Linked DNA regions of Ovis aries: region 1 is linked to region 2. Evidence: chromatin contacts called from public Hi-C data. All regions are on one chromosome and are shown on one strand. Each heading gives the region's core, a stretch centred on a gene start, on an enhancer-like site or on the middle of the called end of the contact. The rest is flanking DNA. Distances are from core to core; before and after follow the strand shown. Region 1 holds the start of MSL2 (MSL complex subunit 2). Region 2 holds the start of NCK1 (NCK adaptor protein 1).

Region 1 (7,295 bases), core at 3,893-6,392, 750 kb after region 2:
TATGTGTCTGGCACTGTGCTAGTCGGAGATGACCAATAAAGCAGCTGCTTTGCTTAGGCTAGAGTTAGAGATGAAGAAACTGAAGGCAATTTTAATATTTGAGATATAAATAGGTGCTGGAGTTGCTAAATAAATGTTTTGGATGAAGTGAATGGGTATATGTATTGATTTGGAAAAATTTTCATTGAAAAATAACAGAATTTGATATGCAAAGGGATATGTGTCTTTTGAAGGGCTACTTTTTTTAATAAATATTTATTTATTTGGTCATGCTGGGTCTTCAGCTGCACCACTCAGGATCTTTGGTTGTGGCACGTGGGATCTAGTTTCCTGACCAGTGACTGAACCCTAGACTCCCTGCATTGGGAGCGTGCATTCTTAGCCACTGGACCACTAGGGAAGTCTCACTGAGGGGCTACTTTTGAGGAGGAGATAGGTATGACCACAGCTAAAGAGGAGCAGATGGAAGATGAAGTTTAGTAACACAAAGGAGTGGATGGAAAGAGCAGGATTGGTTTTGATTAAGCTCTGGGCTTAAGTTCATCTGGGTTACTGTTCCTCATAAAGTGATATTTGCTCTGGCCAATCTTCAAAGACTTCTTGTGAGTTATATTAAGCTATTATCACTTTCCATAGATGGAGGTTAATTGGATTGATTTCTTTCCACAACAGTAGATGAAGCACTTGTTAAAATTTGGTAGGGATGATTTTTCAGTGAGCCTAGGCTGCTATCACACAAAACCATAAACTGAAACTTAGTGGGTTAGACAATATTTATTTCTACAATTCTGGATGTTGAAAGTGTGAGATCAAGGTGCCAGCATGATCACCTGGCAAGGGCCCTCTTTTGGGTTGAAGATGACTTATGTCCTTGTTGTATTCTCACATGACAGAATGAGAGAGTTCTTTGGGGTTCTTTTCATAAGGGCACTAATCCCATTCATAAGGGCTCTATCCTCATGACCTAATTATCTCCCAAAGCCCTACCTTCTAATACTATCACACCATAGGTTAAGATTTATTTATATTAATTTGAGTTGGGAACTTCTCTGGTAGTGCAGTGGATAAGAATCTGCCTGCCAATGGCAGGGGACACGGGTTTGATTCCTGGTCCAGGAAGATTTCACGTGCTTCAGGGCAACTAAGCCCTGAGCCACAACTACTGTGCTCCAACTATTGAAGCTCATGTGCCTAGAACCTGGGTTTCACAACAAGAGAAGACACCCCAATGAGAAGCCTGTGCACGGCAATGAAGAGTAGCCCCCGCTTGCCACAACTAGAGAAGGCCCCGCATGCAGCAAAGACCCAGAGCAACCAAAAATAAAAATAAATAAAATTATAAAAAAATATATAAATTTGGGTTGGGGAGGGGGACATAGACAGCCGATGGTTACAGGAGAGAAGGTACTGGAGCAGAGATACTAGACAGTTAGGGAGAATGCATCCTGGGAAGGTGAGAGAGGGAATATCATCTCCAAATAGATTTTGGTTTTGGAAGGAGAAGGCAGAGGGAAGAGGGTGAAATAGGAAGAGGAGAGAAGGCAAAAACTTTCATAATTTTGTAAAGGGCTTAACCCCTCAGAAAATCCCTTTGACTTATTGCCAGCTTGATCTTTGTTCACTGAAAGGATAACTACAACTCCTTCTGCATTAATTTTATTGTCCTCAAAGTGCTAGATGACTATCAATAAATACTTGTTTATTCCTAGTGTTTCAAATCAATCCACACTCTGGCTTTACTAAAGATCTGAGAAGTGACATTGATCGAGCTGAAGTAAGAACTATCTTTAAAATTATAAGACATTTTATGTTTTTCTCCAAGGAGAAGCAAACATTTGTCCATGCCTATTATTCACCACACACTGTACTGGGGTGTTTACTTACATTATCACATTTCTAGTAATTCATCATTATTTTAACAATTACTGAGTAGCTATTATATGTCAAACCCCGTGCTTGGCAATGATGATAAAGGCAGAGAGAGAAGAGCCGGAAAACTGCTCTTCAAATGGTTCTAGCATAATAGGGAGAAAATAGGACTAAACCAACAACTGCCACTTAGTGTGAGAAATGCAGTCAAAGAGGTAAGCCCTTGGAAATCTTGGAACATAGAAAAGGGGAGCTTTAATTCAAAATGGATAGGAAAACGATAAGAAGAAGGAAACAAGTATTTGTTGTTTGTCTGAAATGAAAATTTAAGTGCCAAGAGTCTAAGGAGCCATGACTAAATGTGACGTGCTATCCTTGATGGCATCCCAGATCAAGAAAGGAACATTAGGGAAAAACTGAAGAAATAGGAATAAAATATGGATTTTACTTAATAATAATGTATTACTATTGGTTCATTGATTGTGACAAATGTATAATACTGTTACTAACAGAGGAAACCGGATGTAGAATATAGGAGAACTATCTGTACTGTCTGTGCAATAATTCTGTAAATTCAAAACTTTTCAAATAAAAAGTTAAGTAATTTTTAAAACTGGCATTTTATATTTTTGTCAGATCTGGCAACCCTAACAGTTTTACTTCCAAATAATAATTAAACACAAAATATGAAAAAAATTACCTTGATAGTTTAAAATTTAAGTTAAATATGAATTCTCCTAAATATTTGATCCAGGCACTTCTTTTAATATAAACAGTTCATTTGTTTTCTTTTCAGGCAAACTTCAAACAAGTAAATAGTTATTATACAAGGTTATTTCAGTGTAGAGATGCTTTGCCATAGCCTATCAGCATTTGCAACCAATTCAAAAGCTAAAAAAGAACTGCCTCTTCTTTCTCTTTCACACACACTCACACATGAACCATTAATAGAATTATTCTTAATCTGATGTGCACATCTCAAGAGATTTTTAAAAATCCGTTTAAAAATCCTTGCGAAAATCAGCAAGGTTAAGGCCTTGCAAGTAATCACTTGTCTAGGGTCACCGCTAACTTGTACTGTCTGAATGCAAACAGTGCTGATTATTTCACTCTCCGTGTTGGTCCTCTGGGGAAGGACAACCTGTGTGTTGTAGAAGAACTTGAGTCTGGAATAAAAATAGAACTGTATATTAAAACACTTTCATTTGAAGGTGAGCTTAGAAAAGATTTCTTATTTAAGACAAAAGGAAGACCAGACTTTTAAAAGAGAATGAATTTTATAAACTATTTGTCAGACCAAATACATTTTGCACAGCTTTGTTTCACAAAATTAGGAAAATAGATTATTTTTAACACTTCGTACTAATAGTATGCTAGTGCTTCCAAAGAAAATGTACCTGTCCTCAAATGGTAATAGAATTTATCAGAGGTTATATGGGTTCTCTTGATATCTTAACTCTTCATTTCTACTCCAAGTGGCAAGCTTCAAACAAAAATGTTTTTGTCAGAAAAGATTTACATACGTCATAAATCTTCGTTTGCAGACATGTTTAGAGCATTTACTAAGCGCAAAAAGTTATGTTGAAGAGCTTTGGTGTATCCAGAGATAATGATTCCTACGCTGTTTCTATTTTTAAAGACGGTTTGTTCTTTTGGAGGGGAGGGGAGTCAGACGTTAAATTAGGGTTTTGTTTTTACCTCCGTGACCTTGGTCTCCTGCAAAAACAGGTCAAAACTTTCTTTAAAAAACAGGTAATACTTTCAAGGATTTGGGTTCTAAAGCAGGACCATGGGTTCTTATCTGTTCATACAGAGAGCGAGGTCTGTTTAAAGAAAAAGAGATTCGTTTTGTTGTTTAATTGGATTCCTGTGGAGAGCTCGGTGCCCTGGAAGGCTGGGCTGCTCACGTCCGTCGTCCTCCAAGCACTAGAGAAAGAGCCCGCTCTGACGGGCAGAGAAGGAGGTGGGTGCGGACACCACCGCTTCAGACGGCCTGATCCGGCCTTAGAGGCCTCAGGGTGCCGTCGACGCGGGCCGCGGCCCCAAAAGAGCCCACGCCGCCCGAACGCCCGCTGGGCGCGCAGCCACGTCGCTTGCCACCTCCCTTCTGAGCCGGGCGGGTGCAGGCGAGCGGCGGCAGCGCCCTTTTGGCCGTCTGGAAGCTCGGTTCCTGGAGAAAGGCCGCGAGGGCGGGGTTTGGGGCGGTGCGGCGCTTTCTCCTCACCTCGCGGTCAGCCCGGGCGAGGAGAGGCCGCATGGGGCCAGGGCGGAGCGTCACATGGCGCGACCCAGTCGGGGCTCCGCGTTGGCGGACACCGAGGAAGCCGTGTAGTGCGGGAAGCCTACAGCCCACACTGGGGAAGGATGGGTCAACTAACGAATGTTTCACCACAGCCCACACGCCTAAGAGGGAATTTGAGAGCGCCTGGGGGAGGGGCGGGGAGCGCAGGCGGTTCACCAGGAGCACGCTCTGTACAGAGAGCAGTAAAGTGGGGAGTCAGGCATGCGCAGTGAGCTCAGGGTGGGTTGGCAGCGGGGAGGGGCTGGTGTGAGCGGGCTGATGTGTTTATCCGGTTTTCTGGGTGGGCGCTCAAAGCGCACGCGTCAGGGCGAAAGGCGGCGGGGCTGGGTAGTGGAGTGCGCATGCGCCCAGCGAGCCGGTAGCTCTGGGAGGGTGTGGAGGGGGCTCTGAGAGGAGAAGCAGGGGAAAAGGGAAGCGAAGGGAAAGGAAAGGGCGGGGGGAGGGGTGAGAATGTGGTCTGCGCATGCGTGCGAGCACTAGCGACGACGGCGGCGGGGGAGTCTCGGGGATGACAGTGGCTTTGCCCGTTGGGGTAACGGTCGTCGTCGCCGTCAGGGCCTGAGGCGCCGCACAGCCCGCGGGATCCATTAAGGCCGCAGCAGCCCGGGCCCTACCGAGCTCGAGTGGCGCGTGGAGTCGGGGTGAGGGCGGCGAGGCACGGGGGGAGGGGCCTGCGGCGGGGCCTTGCTGTGTGCGCTGGGCGGCGGCGGGGCCTGTCGGTGTGAGCGCTCGCCTCAGCCGCGGCCGGCCGGGCGTCGTGGGCGGTGGCGGCCGTGGTGCTTGGCGGAGGAGGCGTCCGTGTGTGTGGCGCGGAGAAGATGGCCGGGCAGTGAGGGGGCGGCGCTTGCGCCTGGTGACCTCGGAGTGAGCGACTGAGGAGCGAGGGGCGCCGCCGCGGCCCGGCCGGGCCTGCTCCCCGCCCCCTCCCGCCGCCGCCGGCCCGCGCACTTCCTCCCCGGCCCTCCCCTCTCGGGCGGGGGCCTCCCCTGGCCGCTTCGCCACCTCAGGGAACAGCCGGGCTCTAACCGCCGGGGCGGAGAGTCAGGCTCAGTCCGGGCCCCGCGTCCGATATGGAGAGAGCGGCGGCGGTCTCCGCCAGCCGCAGCAGCAGCGTTCGCCGCCGCCGCGGCTCGGTGCACTAGATCCAGGAAGCCGACGCCCGCGCTGCCGTCCTTGCCGTCGCCGCTGCCTCCGCGCCGGGCGCTGTGATGGAGTAAGGGCCCCGCAACCCGTGAGAAGCGTGCCCGCCCCTCGGACCGGGCCGGGGCCTGCCGCCGCGCCCGCCAGCTCGACCACAGGAGGTGCCTCCGCGTCCAGGGATGCAGCTCGAGCGCAGGCCGCCCGCCGAGCCGTGGGGCTAGACTGAGCGCCGCCTCCGCCGCGTTCTGCGCCCCGCGGCCGCCCGGGACGAACTCGAACGCTGGTTTCTCCCTCGCTTTTTTTTTTTTTTCCCTACTCGGTCTGCAAGTCTCAGGGACGGAGGAGGGGCGCCAGGGCCCCATGTGTGGGAGGATTGCTTCAGCTCCACAAACTTGTACGGATTTTGGTTACTGGTTTGGCCAGAGGTTTTGCCCCGATTTCCTCCGAATTGTTACAAACTCGCCGTTGTTCCCTGGCTGCTTACAAAGTTGGATCCGGAATTTCTCTTCACCCGGGAGCCAACGGTGTCGAAGCGTCTGCAATGAACCCGGTGAATGCTACTGCTCTCTACATTTCCGCGAGCCGCCTAGTGCTCAACTACGACCCCGGAGACCCCAAGGCGTTTACAGAGATTAACAGGCTCTTGCCTTACTTCCGACAGTCCCTCTCGTGCTGCGTTTGCGGTGAGACGCTTTTTATTGTTCCCTTTTCAATGTTGGTTAAAAAAAAAAAACCTCTGGGCGATGGTAACAGGAACGGTTTGACGGCCGGGTAGTTTGTATTAAGCTTTTGTTATTTGTGCCGGAGTGCAAGGTCTTTAGTTTTGAAACTCGCCAGAGGACTTTTGCCTGGCATTTGGGACAGAACCTTCTAAACCGCCCTGTACGGCGGCCTCAATGTTCAAAACTGTTTAATTCGCCTTAAGTCATTTCTGTACCATTTCTGGTGGTGGGTTTCTGTTTTTTTTTTTTTTCCCCCTGAAAAAGGGGAAATCATGCATGCTGCTGCCTTAAAATAAATTTTTTTTTTACGCTTTCGATAACAGAACTGACAAAACACCTACCTTGGTTAAACCTGGTTTAAACTTGTACATGTGGCGTGTTTGCATTTCTCCAAACGTGTTAGGTGTGGACGATGGTATAGCGGGTGAACTCGGTGTGGAACTTTCCCCCCAGGTTCTTCTAATGCTTTGACAGCTTGACGGTAAGCGATGATCCAGGGCAGACTGATGGTAATAAGTGCTTCTTGGCTGGTGGGGTTTTTACAGGATTACGTTTTCTTTGGCTTTACTATATCGTGGCTTGGTAGAAAGTGATTTTAGGTGTTTTTGTTCACGAAGTATTAGTTCGTGCTGGGCAGGATATTTTCCAAGTTATTTTTGAGAGATGAAGTTGCTTAACATTAGTGTTTAAATAATGGTAATGATTTGTGATTTTTATCGAAGTGATTGAAAGTTATTTTTCAATAACACACCGAGACTGAAAACTTTAATATAAAGGAAAGGGCAGCTGGCAAAACCAAAACAAAATAGTAATACTCCACATTCTTATTTCTCCAAAACTTCTGAGATTTTGTTGATCCACTTGTTTAGTCAGAATTTGAGAAATTCAGTCGTTTCAGACTTTCACTTAAAGAGAGATTTTGCGACTGTAGTGGCTGAAGGGAGAAATAGTATTCATCTGAGATTCAGCATTTTCTGTATAGCTCTGGAGCAAAGCACTGAGGAGGGTGCAGAAAAGGTGAAGAGGTTTTTTTTGTTTGTTTTTTTGTTTTTTGTTTTTTTGCACGTCAGGTCCTTAATACAATCTCATAGACGTTTAAGTAACAGTGTTCGAATGTGATTAAGTGCTACGCTGACTGGTAACGGAGACTTAACCCTTATAGAGAAGCAGTTGCCCTGGGTAAATAAGTTAACTGCCCCCCCGGACCTCAGTTTCTTAACGTGTAAAATGAGAGCTTTGGGCTAGATTCACAGTTTGCTTTC
Region 2 (6,925 bases), core at 3,871-6,370:
ACAGGAATCTATTGTGCAATATAACCCATCAAAATGAGGGGGGGTCATTTTACTGTAGACCAGCTAAAGAACTAGTCTGATCAAGTTAAAAACTGGTAGACAAAAACAGAGCAATTCTACTCACACACACAGACACACACACACACACACACACACATATATATATATATACTCAAAAGAAATAAAGAGTATATGTCCACTAAAAGAGTTGTAAGTAAAAGTTCACAGCTGCTTTATTCACAACTGCTTTAAAAAATGTAAATAAATATTCATTAATGGTGATTTTTTTTTTCCATATCTATTCATCCGACAAAATTCAGTCATCAATGAATAAGACCAACTACTTCTGCACCCAGCATCATGGGTGAATCCACAAACACAAAGTTAAGTAAAAGCAGGCACAAAAGAGTATATACAGTATGGTTCCATAAGTTCAAGAACAGGTAAAAATAATCTATGGTAATACAGGTGAAAACAGTAATTACTTTGGGAGGCAAGAGGCACAGATTGGGAGGAAGCACGAGAGAGCCTTCTGGAGCACTGGGAAAGTTCTATACTTTGACCTGGGTGATGGTAATAGGATGCCTACAAATGGAAAAATTCATTATGGATACACTGAAATTTGGGCACCTTACAATTTAAAAAAATGTAACAATACTGTCTCTAAACAAGTTTTTAAAGAAATCAATGAACTTTTCAATTGGATCCCACAACAAGGACTAATCAAAATGAAAATTTTCTAAGGCCTTATACACAAAGATCTTTATTTCAAAGTTATTTATAATAGGAAAAAAAAAAAAAACTAGGAATAACACTTAAAAAACGAGTGCCATGCAAACTCTGGATTTCTCTGGCATAGGAGAGAAATAATTATTTGATGTGTTTTTATTACTAGCAGCCAAACTTAATACTTATTACCCTAAAGAAGCCATCTGCCAGAAGGGTTCACAGGCTACAAGGCAAAAAGGAGCTTGGTTATTCAAGGCCCAAAGAGCAGCCTAAAGGAAAAACATAATGACAAGAGATGCAGATAGAAGCTGGCAAAAGCTAAATTATGGAAAGTTTTAGAGAGCTTACTAAAAACATGTTAAAAAAAAAAAAATGAGGGGGGCGGGGGACCGACTTCCCAGGCAGCAAATTGAGAGGTGGTACAGAAGGTATTCTAAATGTACCTAAAAATAATGTTACTTAAAAACATACTGTATCTGGAAGTGATCAAGCATTTCCAAAAACTTTTCCAATGCATTGTTTAATAAAATGTTTTCATATATACCTGGATTAGGCATAGAGTACAAGGAATACTAAATTCTTTGTTATATTTATTATCTGAACTGATCTAAGTGCAACATGATTTTGAAGCATGTACTGAGACTTTTGGAAGGCTGGTTCACCAAGGGGAAAAAAAAAAAAGAACCTTTTTAGATGCATTCATTTTTTTAAAAGATTTCCCCAAGGCATACTCTCACTGCTTTATTCAACTGGTCTGTTTGAACAGAAATTACTCATAGCACACTTATCCAATTTAGCACTCCTTAAGTACAATTTCAGGAATAAAGAACAAGAGAATCAGTGTTTCAACAGTTTATTTTAGCAGATAATTTATTTAAACAAATAAAAATAAGCCATTCACAAACAACCAAAAAATAAAACAAAAATAGCTTCTAATTTGTTTCAGGCCAAAAATGTCAAGCATACCCTCCTGAGATATTTCACCTAATTTTTCTGTGCTACTTGTCTTGTTACATAAATATTAAGAAAAATACCAAGGAAACTCTATGCTGCTGGTTTTAACAGAAACTTTAGAGTTGGGGTGGGGGTGGGGGGCAGAGTGTGAAGAACAAACATACAAAAGCTCTCCAACTTTCCAAGTGGAACAAATGATTTTCAGAATGTTCTGCTCAATAAACAAATTGCTCAACAATCTGGTTCTTGACAGAACAAAACGAAAAAATTAGCGAAAAGTGTTCCTGTTCTATCAAAAAGAGCATTTAGTTAGATCAATAAACTCAGATGCCTTACAAGTAATACATCGTTCACATTTACTTTCAAGGCTCCCAAAGAGTTTCTCTTTTTCAAGAAATTCAAACTAAAATCCAACAGTAAAACTTGTAAGAGATTCATTTTTAATGGGTCATAGGACTCAACAGTGGACACGCCAATATTATTTTAGTTAATGCTGTTAATATACCCAACAAGCTAGAGAAAGACTTCCTGTAGACTTTAAATCACTGTTTCAAGGATTCAAACAATTCAGGTCATAAATGTTCCCCTCCCCTCATACAGAAGTTCTGAATCTAACCAATACACAAAACGCAAAGTAATGTGAAGCAAACAATACAAAATGACACTGCAAGAGATGAAAAGAAGTATAGCTTCATAAGAATACACACATAAATTTTAATACACAGAACTTGAGTTAGGAAATCAAGTAGGAAATTAAGGTATATGTAAGTCAGCTCTGCCAGGGTCACTAGGTGAATTTCAGTGAACTTAGTCTGTATGGATTACATTTTCCCTATGTATAAAATGGAAGGATGGATTCAACATTCCCACAATATTGTTCTGTAGTATTATAATACAAGTCCACATATTAAAAACCAAAGAAATGATAAAACAGTAAGGGCTGTGGGTTCAAAGGAAAGCAACAACACAGAAACCGAAAGATCTAGAAGGCTGTGCAGAAGGACCAAATGTGAAATGTTAACAAAATCTGACTTTACTTGCCACTTAATTTAAGGAGGAAAATTTCTTTTAAAAAATACTAGCAATAAACAGGCAAAGTGTCAACAGACATGAAGGCAGGAAAATACACAATCTAGATGAGAACAAGAGATTGGTTTGTGTTAGGATGGACAGCTCCTATAGAGAATTACTGTTATCATTAGAAAAAAACAGGTTTTGAGCAGACTGTTAGAAGGCTGGGAATTCTGAACTATACTCGAAATAACAGGGAACTAATGCTGGTTTAACAGTGAGGGTGGTGGAAGCACTATTTTAGAACAAGGCAGAAGCCAGAACATACTAAGGGAGAAAAGAGGCAGAAAATCCGGTTAAAAGCTACTGGGGGGAAAAAAGAAAACGAGTGGTTAGAACAGATATCTGAAAGAAATTTCAGAAAATGGCTGACAAAAATTGGGCAATGTTATGTGGTGAGAGGAAGTCTTAAGATAAAACCAGGGCTTATGCCTGGGTAGTTTAAGGCATGATAAATATCACCAAAACAAAGTCAGCATATGGAATCAGTTTTGAAGGAAGACTATAAATTCTATCTTTCAAATAAAGTGAGGAACATCCAGACAGAATTGTTGCCTTATTAAATAATCTTTAAATGTCATTTTTGGCCCTGTCAATTGTCTTCCTAAAACACCACAGCAAAGTATTAACAGAGAATTTGTTAAATGCTTAGTGATTTCAATAGTTTCCTCCAATTCTACTTATTGACGAAATAAGAAAATCATTTAGTCTTCTGGTGTAGGCAGAAAAATATCTGGTATTTTTCCATATTACAAAGGTAAATAAATTGTAAAAATTGTTAAACTATAAAAGAATAAAATAGACAGGATATGGATTTATTAAGTCTTCCTGACAAGTGATTTATAACATTTGCATCAAATCTACCTTGAGTTTTGGCAGGGAAGTTCTCAAAGGTGCAAAAAATCCAGTGGCCTAAAACATATCTCAATATCTAACAAAACGTACCCTGTTATGTTTCATGTTTTATTTTCAAGGACCTGAAAGCACTAGTAAAATCTAGACTAAATATTTAGAAAAACAGAACAAACAAGTTTAAAATTTAATATATGAACAAGCACAGCTGAGAAATCCTGAACATTCTGCAAACTGTTCAGAATTTTCCAAAGAAGAAAATCGTAAAGTTTGCAATAAAAATGAAATAAAACTATTAATCAACCAAAGCACAGATCTCGAGTTTCTATCAAACTATGAGGGATATCTATTTAAGAACTGAATATTACTGACAATTACCAAACAGAACCTTCTTCTTGGATAATTCCCCATTTACTCTGTAAACTCCCTGAGGGTTGAGACACAGCACTTTCCATCTGCTTAATAAACTGTATGGTTGGTCTTTCTTACATCTACCAAAGTAAGATTTTTAAAAATGAATACCTCTTGCAACATTTACTTGTCCTGACTGAACAGTGAGCTTTTTTTTGCTCACCACCCAAGATGGGGATAGAAATTTCTTCAACTCATCCTTTCCTAACTCCCCTGGTTTCTTGCCAAAGTTAACGGGCAGAATTATTTTTAAGTGACTAGTTCATTAGTGTGACACTAAACTGGGCGTCTGTAAAGTAAGGGTTCTCAGTCCGGCACAAAATTCAGCTTCCCGAGCTTCTAATAGCAAACTTTTATGGACACACACAGGAAAGGTTACAAAACCAACTACCAAGATACATTTTTCCCCCCGGATATATTACAACTCAAGTCAAAAGCTTACAGCCCAAGTAACTCACGTACGAATCCATGATATTATAATAACCCAGATTTCCCAACAAGGGAAACTGCAGGGGGCTGGGTGGGGGGAGGGGCGGGAGGCGCATCCCGAGGATGTCCATCCTCCGCACCCTGAACGGCTCCCTCCCACTCCTAGAGGTAAGCGCCCCTCTCCACCACCACCGCGGCCTCGGAATGCGCCACAAAGCCGTCAGGACTTTGAGAGGTAAAGAAAAGGAGGAGGGTGCACGCCACACACTCGACCTCTCAGCCTCCAGGGACGGCCGGCCGCAGCGCTCACCCGGACCCGACGCTCCAGGGAGGGACAGGAAGGTCGTAGGGCTGCGCCTCCCAGGGCAGTGGCCGGAGGGTCGCGCGAAGCCGCGAGGCAAAAAGCCCAGGCCCGACCAAGCGGCCTCCCCGCCCCCTCCGGCTTCGCTCCGAGCCGGCAGACGGCGCCCCGGGAGCTAACTTCAGCAGGGAAGAGGAAGCTCCGCGGCAAGTAACGGGCTATGTAGATTCCCCAGACGAGAAAAAGGCTGTCTGTGCGTCTGCCTGCCGGCAGGACCGTCTCACCTCCCCTCTGCCAAGCCCGGGCGGCGCCAGCTCACTTGAGGAGGGCAGGGACGCCGCCACGGCCGCCGCGATGGCCGTTACGGCACGAGGCCTCCGCTCTGCCGCCGCGTAGCTCTGGGGAGAGAGGCGGGGCGTGCGCGGCGGGAGGGCGGGGCTGCAGCGCCGACCGGTCGCGAGGCCCTGGGCGGACCCGCGCAGACAGGAAACCCCCCCTCCCTGCCCAATCTGATAGGTTCAGTCTTCCCCTTCCCTCCTATCACTGACGCGAGGGCGGTCTTCGCCGCTCTGGGATTGGGCGAGCCCTCCTGTCAATCAATTGCTGTGCTAGGTGTGGAGCTGAGGCTGCTCGGTGGAGAGGGAGTGAGAGAGACAGAAGCGCCCTGCCAGTTTCTGGGTTTTGTTGCTTCTGTGTCTCTGGCTGATTATTCTGGGGCCTTCCTCCTCAGCGCCACAGGAGATTCCACAACAGAACTGACTGCTTTCCGAGTTAAGCCCCGACTGCTCTGGGAGCTTCCTTCTGGTTTCTGCACCTGAAGAAGGTCTTACCAGCGGAAAGTTCTTAGGGACGGGAGCGAAAATGAGAAGCAAACAAAAAGGCCTGAACGTAGAGTCCTGAGAGAAAAATGTAAGACGTGTCCTTAACTTGAACCGCAAACCAAAATAAGCTGAGTCTGAGGGCCTTCGAAGCGCCCTGGTGCGTGGATAGCTTCCATTCTTGGTTGCCGTAGCCTTGCTGTGAGGACAGTGACTTTCGGTGACAGGTCTGTTCTTTCTTAGCTGCCCAGCCCCAGACACCTGCCATCAGTAAGTTGGTTCTCCCCACGCCGGAGCCTCAGACCCCATCACCTGCCTCTTCCTCCCCAGCCATCTCTGTGGCTCTGCGTAGGCGTTTGCCGCCCAGGGAAGCCTGGTAAGTGCACAGGTGTTTTCCCCATCCAGCTGCTGAAAGAGCCAGACTTTTTGCGACTCCATGGATCTGAAGCCCACCAGGTTCCTCTCTCCATGGAATTTGCCAGGCAAGAATCCTGGAGCTTTTTGCCATTTCCTAGGGATACAACCAGCGTCTCCTGCACTGGCAAGGGGATTCTTTACCACCTGGGGAGACCTCCCTACCCCTACATGATTTCAAATCAGAAATCATGTCAGTCAGTACTGTTTTTCCCCAGTACCTAGCACATGGTAGTGTTAGGCACTTAGTCCTGTCTGACGCTTTGCGACCCCATGGACTGTAACACATGGAATTGTCCAGGCAAGAATACTGGGGTGGGTTACCATTTCCTTCTCCAGGGGATCTTGGACCCAGGGATCGAACCCAAGTCTCCCACTTTGCAGGCAGATTCTAGCACATGGTAGATCATCAGTAAGTATTGTTTAAGGCATTAGTACAGCTTCAATCCCCAATTTCATTCATTTATGCTTTTCTGTATTTAACTTCAGAATTATTCATTTGTATCCTAATAGAGGAATATGGTTCACTTGCCATATATATGATCACACGGTCAAGCATAAATCACCTGTGGCCCCTTCCTGGCCTCAAGTTGAGAGGGCAAGTGGACCAGGAAAATCTGGGCAGCAACTCCATCTGTATCCTGTAATTAGGATCTAAAGTTAATAATGTAAGTGGATTTTGGATTTATTCTAAGGATCTAAATACCTTTGTATATTTTATCATGGCTGCTATGGACTGAATTGTGTCCCCTCTCAAAATTCCTGTGTTGATGCTCTGACCCCCCAGTGTGACTGTATTTGGAGACAAGGCCTTTCAGAGATAATTTAGGTTAACTGAGGTGATAAGAGTGGGGCCCTAATCCTATAGAATTAGTGTCCTTTATAAGAAGTGACGGCAGAGACGTAGACACTGTCTTGCTGTCTGTCCTCACAACTAAAAGACACA

What was found. A called contact is a pair of places that touch in the nucleus more often than the background predicts.
Region 1: a contact with region 2 is called in a Hi-C map of liver, with 3 times the contacts expected there. The contact joins the promoter of MSL2 here to the promoter of NCK1 in region 2. A contact is called at or near these places in 2 of 16 Hi-C or Micro-C datasets (blood and liver).

The regions. Positions count from the first base shown.
Region 1 is chr1:253,696,848-253,704,142 of ARS-UI_Ramb_v3.0, forward strand. MSL2 (MSL complex subunit 2) reads left to right here and starts at 5,143. Exons shown (of 2, transcript XM_004003317.5): 1 at 5,143-5,994. The coding sequence starts at 5,853.
Region 2 is chr1:252,942,772-252,949,696 of ARS-UI_Ramb_v3.0, forward strand. NCK1 (NCK adaptor protein 1) reads right to left here and starts at 5,121. Exons shown (of 4, transcript NM_001166199.1): 1 at 5,032-5,121. It overlaps LOC121817339 (a long non-coding RNA gene), which reads left to right and starts at 5,346. Exons shown (of 3, transcript XR_006057174.2): 1 at 5,346-5,941; 2 at 6,493-6,647.